2 separate regions of the Mus musculus genome follow, and region 1 is linked to region 2. A link is a contact called in public capture Hi-C data. All regions are on one chromosome and are shown on one strand. The core of a region is the stretch at or near the end of the contact, and the rest is flanking DNA. Distances in the headings are between cores, read along the strand shown. Region 1 holds the start of Chrna4 (cholinergic receptor, nicotinic, alpha polypeptide 4). Region 2 holds the start of Tcea2 (transcription elongation factor A (SII), 2).

What was found. Capture Hi-C pulls out chosen DNA fragments and counts their contacts.
Region 1: a capture Hi-C map of embryonic stem cells shows a contact between it and region 2, with 2.8 times the contacts expected there. The contact joins the promoter of Chrna4 here to the promoter of Tcea2 in region 2. A contact is called at or near these places in 4 of 39 promoter capture datasets (hematopoietic stem and progenitor cells, liver, pre-B cells and 1 more) and 1 of 9 other capture datasets (embryonic stem cells).

What each region holds. Positions count from the first base shown.
Region 1 is chr2:181,035,601-181,040,695 of GRCm38.p6, reverse strand. Chrna4 (cholinergic receptor, nicotinic, alpha polypeptide 4) reads left to right here and starts at 1,519. Exons shown (of 6, transcript NM_015730.5): 1 at 1,519-1,704; 2 at 3,126-3,277. The coding sequence starts at 1,623.
Region 2 is chr2:181,677,088-181,681,842 of GRCm38.p6, reverse strand. It overlaps Tcea2 (transcription elongation factor A (SII), 2), which reads right to left and starts at 1,546. Exons shown (of 10, transcript NM_009326.3): 1 at 1,368-1,546. The coding sequence starts at 1,436.

The sequences.
Region 1 (5,095 bases), core at 270-2,769, 640 kb after region 2:
TGTGGGAGTCTGGCATACCAACACACCCTCAGTGTTTGGGCCAGCATCTAGGAGGGCACAGGAGGAGAACAATGGCCACTGCGAAGGTGATCTGCCCTGGAGGAGAGTATTTGAGAAGTCCTATTGTAGGCTTTGCTTACAGAGCGTAGGCAGATGGCTCCTGTGACCTGGAGGAGTCTGAAGGTTCCAGAGCAGGTATGTGACATATGTATTCACTGTAGGCCAGCAGGCAAGAGAGCTAGGTACACTACTGTTGGAGGGGCATACAGAGGAGGGGGGTGGAGCAAGGTAGGGAGATGGGAAAGAGGAGGGTAGGCATGGGAGCCCTGTACTGTTGGGGTTGGGGGGTCGGTACGGAAGGTCAAAGGGACAGTCAACCTCAGAGCCACCATGTCTGGGAACAGAGAGGTATGTGCTATAGGGACAGGGACAGCACTTTCTTGCCTTCAACTTCAGGATTGTCTCCATCTTGGGGCTTGGAGTCAACGGCAGAGTCTCTGGGACAAGGCATGGTTGGGATCTGGCTTTTGGTGTTGGACAGGGTTTCTTTCTTCTTGGGAACCCGTTGTCTCTCCTTCCATCACCTGCTGCTTAGATGCCCCCTCCCTCTCGCACCTCCCCCCCAGCCTCCCCCCCGCCCCCCCGCGTGCCACCAAAGCACTCTAGGAACCAAAGTACTCGAGCACCTTCTCCTTAGTGGCATCCCTCAGGACCATCCCTAGCACCCTACAGCTTGTCTCCAAGCACCTCTCCTCTCTGGCCAGTAGCTCGCTGCCCACAGAGCTGGGGTAGGGAACTGCTTTCATGCTGACAGTTTACCGAGAAGGCAGGGGCAGAGAATCTGCACGCTTAAAAAGGACAAAGATGGACCTTGGTCCCTAGCTGGCCCTGCGAAGGTCTGGATACCAGGTTCTTCTCACTAAAAAGGTGACACGGGGCCTGGGCGTCACAGGATGATTCTTGGACTTGCGGTGCAGGAGGAGGGCGGAAGGCTGATGGGGAGTGGGTTCTTTCCTCTCAGGGTTGGGCTAAGGAAGGAGACTTGTTATTTCTAAAATGCAAACAGTCACGCCAAGGAGGGGTGAAGTGATGGAGTTAGCCAGTGCCCAACAGGGCGCCCTCCTCGCGCGCACAGTCCCTGAATGCGCACCCGCAGTCTTCACGCTGCCGGCAGGGTTAGGGCTGGAGACCAGGGTTAGGGGCTCATTTCCAAAAGGCGCCGAGATGACTGGAATGACCACGGAGTCCCCAGCCCCTCCCGGCATGTCGGGAGCCTCAGGAGGACAAGGAAACTTTACCCCCACAAGGGGCAGAGCACGGCCTCCACATACCCTCGGGGCCCGGTCCGCCCCCTCCTCCCGCTCTCTCCCTCCTCCCTTCAGTCCCTCCCCCTCCTCCCCTCTCGCCGGCGGCTGGAGGCTGCAGGTCCGGGCGGGGCCGCGCCGCGGAGCCCACAACCTCGAGCTCCCGCCCCGCCGCCGCACCCCGCGGGACGAGCTGCGGAGCCCGGTTTGGGGACGAGCGGCCGCGACACGGGGCATGAAGTTGGGTGCGCGCGGGTCTCGGAGCGGAGGCGCGGTACTGCCGGGAGCCGCCCTCGTCTAGAGCCCGTTCTGTGAGCCATGGAGATCGGGGGCTCCGGGGCGCCGCCGCCGCTGCTGCTCCTGCCGCTCCTGCTGCTCTTAGGGACCGGCCTCTTGCCTGGTAAGTTTCGAAACGCGAAACGGGCCTTTTTCTCCCGGGTCCTGGCACCTAGGACTCCGGGGCTAGGGGAGAGGAGGCCCGGGGCTGCGGTTCCAAGCCGCGGGTGCGAGCAACGGGATAGCCACAGAGACTCCTCCACCCACTACAGCTTCGATGTCCTGCAGTGCTAGCTGAGCCAGAGAGGAAGGAATCAGCCTCCAAGTGCTGGGAGAGGGGGTTTGAGTAAAGGCGGGGGGGGGGGTGGTCTGACTGCATTTCGGAGCTGGAATCAGAACCTCCAAGTAGGATAGAGGTGGAGTCCACCTAGGAGGGAGGTTCCATCCAGCCAAATCTCGCCTTCAGACCGCCCCCATGTCTGTCCCTGTTTTCAGGGATCTACCCCTACCACCCCCCGGAGTTCCACCCTACCCTTTCTGCTCCCCCAGGCTTCCTCCACCTCTCTTCCTCTGAGCGGACACCTTTCACTCTAACCCGTGATGGGGCTTCCTGCAGTTATTTAATCCTGGCCTTCCCACTGAGCAGAGGGGTTATGCCTTACTGGTCGGTTCAAGACACCAGGAAGAATGAGGTTGAGGTGGGGAGGCTGGGGGGGGGGGGACTCTAGGAGTCCTCTCCTAAGGAGTTCCCATGTCTCTCAGGTGAGCAAGAGCCAGTAGACAGCAGAGGCTCCCCTCTTTCTTCCCAACCCCCTCTTTTGATGCAGCAACCCAGCAAATGGAGGTAGGGAGGCCCCCTAGCCACGTAGGGGGCCAATGGAGAGGACACAGATGGGCTGCTGGCTGGTGGAATGAGGGGGCACCCTCTTCATGAAGCAGTGTGGCGCTTATCCATGGAATCTTATATCCGTCTATGAACACAAGGTCCTGGCAGCCCCGAGGCTCTGCGTTCATTGTCAGGCTGTACCCTAGAAGCCCAGGCAGCAGGACCACTCCTGTGGACAGAGGCTCAAGCTCCTGCAGCCATGAGATGTGGTGCACAGTCCTCTTTCATTCACCACCACCACCCATCCTAGCTGCCCCATACACCTTCTGCCACCCAGCCCCACCCCCCAACCCCTGCTGTCCCTTTACATCCTTTGTCTCTGCCGGTCACTGGAGATAGGGCACTTCCATCCAAAGTGATTGTCTGCAGGGGAGCTCTACCCCATTAATTCAGTGTTCACTATGTCAGTTGTCTTGTTTTCCTGGTGGAGTGCAGGAGGGCCTGATCCATTCATTCTTGGGGCCCTGGAAAGGCTTCCTTGAGGGGAGGAGTGGAGGTGCGGGGGGGGGGGGGGGACGACGACGACAAGGCAGCATGCCCAGGGGCCTGAGGTGGAAGAGAAATCAGAAGGAAGGGCTGTGATGGCATGGGGTCTGGTGTGGGGCTAGAGCAGCAGCTTCTGTGGTCACCTGTCCTTAAACTTTCTGCCTCCCCCACAGCTAGCAGCCACATAGAGACCCGGGCCCATGCGGAGGAGCGGCTCCTGAAGAGACTCTTCTCTGGCTACAACAAGTGGTCTCGGCCAGTAGCCAATATCTCAGATGTGGTCCTTGTCCGCTTTGGCTTGTCGATTGCTCAGCTCATTGATGTGGTAGGTATGGGGATGCCCTGGTGTTACATAGGACAATGGGGTCACCCTGCTGGAGTTATCACACTGAGACTCCATGTGGCTGGGTTCAACCAAGGTTGCCAGCAAAATGTCATCCTGAGCCTCAGCAGGTGCTCAGCACCGGGGAAGGGAGGTGAGCACTGTAGCTCTGGACCTGTTCACAGGAAAGCTAGTGGCCATGCTTCCTAAAGTAACCAGAACACCTTTTGGAGTAAAGACCAGGAAAAGGCTTCTGTGGGTATAGGAGGGCCAGTTCCCTCCTCAGCAGCTAGGCTGTGGAAACTTTGGTTGTGGCATCCTTTGAGTGGCCACTGTGGTACACTGGGGGGCAGGCACGATGATCTCAGATCAGATTCCAGAGGCCGCCAAGTACAACCAGTGTGGAAAGCGGGGCTTGGGTGAATTGCAGACAGGTCCTGCTTATCTGCATGTGTTCATTTCCCTAGTGAAAGTCTAGGAAGACTTCTGGGAGGACGTGTGTGAGCTAGGCAGCGAACTTCCTCCAAGAAATCCTGGAGGAAGCACAGGAGACATGGTCCTGGCCCGGGGAAGTATACTGTAGGAAGCTGGTCTCACGTGAGGCTGAGTTGCTTTGTTAGGACCCAGCCTTTCCTGGCCAGGCTCAGCTGCTCCATGTCGGATTCGACCAGCCTTAGAGGAATTCAGCCATGGGTTAGTTCACACCTGTATTTCAGTACCACCCAGGGTTCTGCCCTGTTCCTGTTGGACCTCAGCATGGGTTCTCTCCTGGCTGGTAGAGTCATGCTGAGAAGACATGACCTTACCAGTGAGAGTAGTCAAAGGCCATCTGATTTAGTAACCTTGGGGTCTCCATACTGGGTTTTGCTGGGTTCAGGGACAGAGCCTGGGTTGGAGGAGAGAGACCTGTCCCTGCAGAGCCTTCAGTGCCCTAAAAGCCTGCCCCACACCCTGCTACAAGGGGAAGTGTTGGCTCAAGGCTGGCACTGAACATCTTGGGTGATTCTCGGCCATTACATGTGCTTTCCTGACAAGAGCTGAAAGCAACTATGCTATCTTTGACAGAGTCAGCAGCAGCCCAGGGCTTCAAGGCTGATGTGATTGAACACAGAGACCTTGCTAGTTGGCTCTACTCAGAGCCAGACATTAAGATTTCATTCTCAGAAGGGTCCAGTGTTTGCCCCCCAAAGTGGTTCCTACAGTGGCTCTGGCTGGGGGACATCAAGGACAGTGCAGGAAGTACAGGCCCCTCAACCTTGCTGAGGTTTGCAAACACAGTTACAAAGTAGTGTCTGGCAGAGGAGACTGTTGGTGGCAGCTCAAGGTTCTGGGGAGAACACCACCAGGTCTGCCTAAGGCAGTCAAGCTCAGTCTCATGCTCTCTGCCTCGGGAGACACTGAGGCCCAAAGTACACCCAGCATCAAGATTTCTGCGAGGGACCTGGCTCCCAGGCCTAATCACTGCCCCTGATCTAGCTAAGGCCACACATGAACACGTATACACACACATGCATATAGATAGCTCCTGGATCTGGTTTGAGGGTGTCCCAAAGTTTCACCCCCCACACTGCCAGGCACCTTGGAAATGCTGGTTCTAGGTTGGCACTGTACATATTGGAGGTTTGTGGCTACATCTGTGTAGAAAGATCTACCTTGTGTCTGGCCTGCTTTGCTTTCTTCCACTAAGGGTTGGGATCCAGGTGTCCTATCAGTCCCAGCCTGCCTGTGTCCCTTTGTGAGCTACCATATCTGCTACAGATGCCCTCTCTGAGGTCTGCATCCAGTAAATGCTTTGCTTGAATTCACACCCCAGTGTCAGCC
Region 2 (4,755 bases), core at 297-2,796:
TTGAACCTCAAGGGTAGGCAGGCTCCTCTGGTTCCTACCTTAAACCTCACTCTGCTTAAGGCTGCTCTTCTCTTTACCACTTCCAGGTTATATTCAAACACCTCCTTCCTACAACTGAGACAGCCTTTTCTTCTAACACCCAACACTATTGTGTTTGCTGTCCTCCAAGTTTCCACTATGAGCTCATTTGTCTTTATATGCCACAAAGAGGCAGAGAAAACCAACCCATCCAGCCGTGGTAGGGGCTGGGGCTGACCCTTCAATCTGTGTGACTTATCTGCTCAGGCTGCAGCCTTGTTTCATGGCCCTAAGTTAGTAAGCTGTACACCAATCAGCCCTGAGGTGGCTGACTTTGCTAAGAAGACCTGATCCTTGGAGCCAGGGGCATGCATCCACAATAGCCCTGCACTCCCATAATGAAAACCCAGATAAACCATCAGCTGTTCCAAGGAGCCTCTCTCAAGGACTACTGGAACCTCTGCAGGTTCCCTTCTCAACTGTACAGTCCTATCTGTGGCCTTCCATCCTTACTGGGTCTCCCTTTGGATTCCCATCCTATCTCTGCCACCCTTAGTTCCAAGTTTGTCATTTGTGCTTTCTCTTACCGGAAAGAAGCTCCAGCAGGGCCTCTGTAGCCCAGATGATTGCAAAGTGGGTTCTGTTTCCAGTGTAAAGGCTTATGTGGGCACTTAACCTACTTCCTGTTTTAGACCCCAGCCCTCCAACCCCTAGAGCAATCCTGCTCATCCCCAAAAGCTGTCCTGCAGCCTTCTACTTCAAGCACAGTCCTGGGGAGGCTGTACAGACTCATGACTCAGCCACTATCTGGGCTGCCCTCAGAGCGGTGCTGCGGATGCTCTAGAGTCACTCAGTCTTAAAGCCACCTCCTAAGTCCCTTCCCACCCACGGAAGGCAAGATTGCAGGTGCCATCATCCCCTAAGGATGCTCCTCAAAGGCTACGCAGGTGACCATGGTCGGAAGGCAGGCTGGACTGCCAAGCCCACACTGGCCAGGGGTCTCAACGCCACAGGCTCAACTGTCTGCCCAAACCGACTTGCTGTTGCCTGAGGCCTGACTAAGCAGGGGAAAAATTTATTAAGAGAAACCTGGTGCTGAAGGGTGGGGGGCAGACAGGGGAGACAACGGCTGGGCCAGGGACGCCCGCGGCCACCGCTGGGCGACGAACAGAGGGTAGCTTTCGGTCAACGCGGCGTCCATTGCGAAGCGGCAGTCCCAGGACAGGGTGGAGGGCGGGCCTGGGCAAGGGGTCTCGACTGACTGGGCTAGGTATCACTCTGCCCGAGGGTAGGCTCAGACGGTCTCCGCGGAGCGGGGCCCCAGGGTCCTGGCGGCCCGCGCCCCTCACCGCGTTCTTCCTGGTCACCATTTTGTCCAGCCTCCGGGCGATACGAGCAATCTCTTCCTCCTTGCCCATCACTACCTCGGTGGCGGCGGGTTGTGCCGGTTGCGCCGCCCGGCCTGACCTCGGCCGCCGCCGCCGCCTAGATCCGCGGTCCAAACCTCCGCCTGGCGGCCGCGTGCGACAGAATTAAAAAAAAAAAAAAAAAAAAAGAGTCCCCGCCCCCGGGACCACAACTCCCAGACGACTGCGCGGCCTGCGGCCTGCGGCCTGATTGCCCGCTGGAAAAGGTAGTTCCGCAGGTATCTCCGCCGGACCACGGCCCCACGTGCCCACCGAATGCCAGGGGGAGGGAGGACCTAGAGGAGGGAGAAGGACAACCCTACTGCGCTCAGGTCTTTAATTCAACCCATCTGAGCAGCTTGCCCTGGCGGCCGGTCGCGCCTTCACTAGTGCACTTAGATCGCCTCCACTTCCGAGAGTCACTCAGCTCACTCCACACACTTCACTTGGTACCAAGCCGAGTTTGGGGGCTTTCTTGGCGCTGCGCAGGTGGCCGGGACTCTGAAACGGTTTCTCCGCAAGAATTCAGGCTTTAGCCAAGCAATGTAGGCTCATGCCTTTTTAATCCCTGCACTCGAGAGATAGAGAGTCAAGCAGATCCCTGTGAGTTCAAGGTCAGCCTGGTCTACAGAGCTAGTTCCAATACATTCAGGGTTACACAGAGAAACCCTGTCTCGGGGGTGGGGGGTGGGAGTGGGGAGAACTATTCAGGTTCTGAAGTCAACCTAACGGTATAAACCCCAAGTTCTGCACATTGTTGTACGTCTCAGTCTCCCAACCTGTGAAGTGACAATGACAGAGGCTGCGATCAGGAGCCTCCGATTCATATTTTACACTGAGAACAGGGCAGGGTACTGAGGCAATCCGCTACTGAGGCATTACCTCAGGAAGACCCTAACCACGTCCAGGAAAGGGAGAATGGTGCTCTGCTCTTCTTCTGTCCTATACATGGTGGCAGGTGTGCTGGTACTAAAAGTCAATCTGAATTTTTTTGTACCCAGGAGGCCAGAGTGCAAATGACATACACAAATGACCTAAGCTGACCGTTTTAATCAGTTATGACATCTTTACCATAAGAAAAAGGCATGGAACTTCTTGAAGGCAACAAAGCTTTTCCAGAGGTGCAGTGATGGCTGAACCCAGCTCTCTAGTTTCATACCACCTCTCATTCTGCCCTTTACTGAGAGCTGGGCCCTTGCTCTAAGCTAAACCCAACAACAACAACAAAAATTCTGGGAAAGGGAACCCTGTGTTTGAGTACTGAATTAATGCTTTCAGGACCCTACCACAAGACAGGCAGTAAGAGAACCACAGGACCTTCAGCCATGCTGTGTTTGGCTGATGACTTGACCCCATCAAGGGACTGCCTACTGAGTAGTCCCAGCTCTGACTGGTCCCAATGATGAGCAACAGCAGCCTGTAGGTGGCAGGAGCCACCCACAGATCTGCTCAAGAACAGGCTCTTTCCTGAGGAAAATCCAGTAGATCACCAGCAGGGGAGCTATGTCACAAGAAGCCAGATCAAAGGTGTGTTCAATCCTGAGGGGTCCTTACTTGTGGGGTTGGTACTCACCAGCCAGATATTTCCACATTGCAACCTTAGAAAATTCCAACTTTAGAAAGCGCAGTTGATAGTATTTTGTTTAGCATGTAGGAAGCCCTGGGTTCAATCCACCGTACTGCATACAAACCAGGCATCACAGGTACGTGCCTGTTCACTCAGCACTTGGGTGATAGAGACAGGAAGGCCAGAAGTTGAAGGTTATCCTCAGATATGTATATGAGAGACATGTTTCAGAAACAAAAAGTCCTGATCCCAGATCCTACAAGAGCTCCAAATCGAACCTTCTGGCCCTTGATCAGAAAAGTCACCTCCCACCCCAGATTCTCCCCCACCTCACCCCACCCCCATACACCTTGCTGACTTTCAGAGCTTTATCTTCAGTGGAACCTCCCCACCAAACATCTAGACCATAGATTCACCCAGGTGTTCGCTCCAGTGTGGTGTTGTCCTCTACCCTAGCCTTCTGAAGGTGGTGGAGGACACACCTGCCTGGGTTTGGAGATAAGAAGTTTCTTGGACAATGTGATACCAGGTGGGAAAGAAGGCTTCTGGGAGACAGCCTTACCTATCTATATTGTCCAATCTACTACTGGGGTCTTTTCCAAGTTCCCAGAACACCTAGATGAGGTATCCTAACAATTCACCAACGGCTTTTGCACCCAGCCTTCCTGGGGCGCACACTCCCAATATTTCTTAAGAGTCTGCCCCTGAAGTGGATCTCTGACTTCAAGAGTCCTCAGTGAGCAACATAGCCCTATCCTAGGGACCCTGGGATAGAGATATCCCAGCTTGAAGGTCTGAAAAGGACAGGCAATGATCTAATGAGATAGGATCATGGGACATCCCCAGGGTCTGCCCCACCAGGCCAACTGTACCTTTGACCCAAAGCTTGCCCTACCCCCTTCCTCAGTTCAGGAAACATCGGAAGCCCAAGCCATTTATTTTTCTATTTGTGATCCCTGCCCCCCATCTATGTCTGCCCAGAGCTGGCCCTGACCCCAGTGGTGGCCTGAATGCTTCCCCTCTGGCCAAGGCAGGGCGGTGGTGGGTGGGAAGACTCACACTGCCAAGCTCACACGGAGCCTAAGCTCCAGGAGGTCCTATATCCTTGTCACCATATGATAGTCCCTCCCCTGCATGCAGTTCTCAGGTCCTCTGCCCATCTTGGGGGTTGCAGATCTTCACCATAGGGCTCTGTGGATCTACAACCACAGCCAATCCCACTTTAGGCCCTCCTTGGACACTGGCTTCTGTGGTCAGACAAGGCAGGGACCAGTGACAGATAAAAGGGTCTCCAGTATTATGAGGTAGAAAGTGGAAGCTAGGCATGTGGATATTGGTTTTGTCTGTGTAGATGGATACGAGCTCTCTGAGCCTCAGTCTCCTAGACTACAGAATGGGAAGAGCCATAAGCTTATGGAAATGTCTGCTTGGAAAGTCCCCCACCAGCCCACAGCCTGGCCAGGACCCAGCTTCCTCCCCCAGAGGCAGTGTTAGGGAGGCAGGAGACATCCCCTAGAGGCCAGTGAGGCCTTAGCTGCAGGCTTGCTCTAACAATGTGCTTCCCTGACACAATTCCCAGAAATGCTGCCCCCCTCCCTTGCCAGCCCGCCAGCCTGGCGGCCACTCCACCCTCCTACCCTAAGGAGCCCCAGGCAGCCAGGAGGTCAGAGGCAATGGATGAAGCATAGAGGTCTGACTCAGAGGCAGCAAACCTGTGGAATTGTCCCGCCATCCTGCAAAGACCCGCCTGGACCAAGTCAGTCA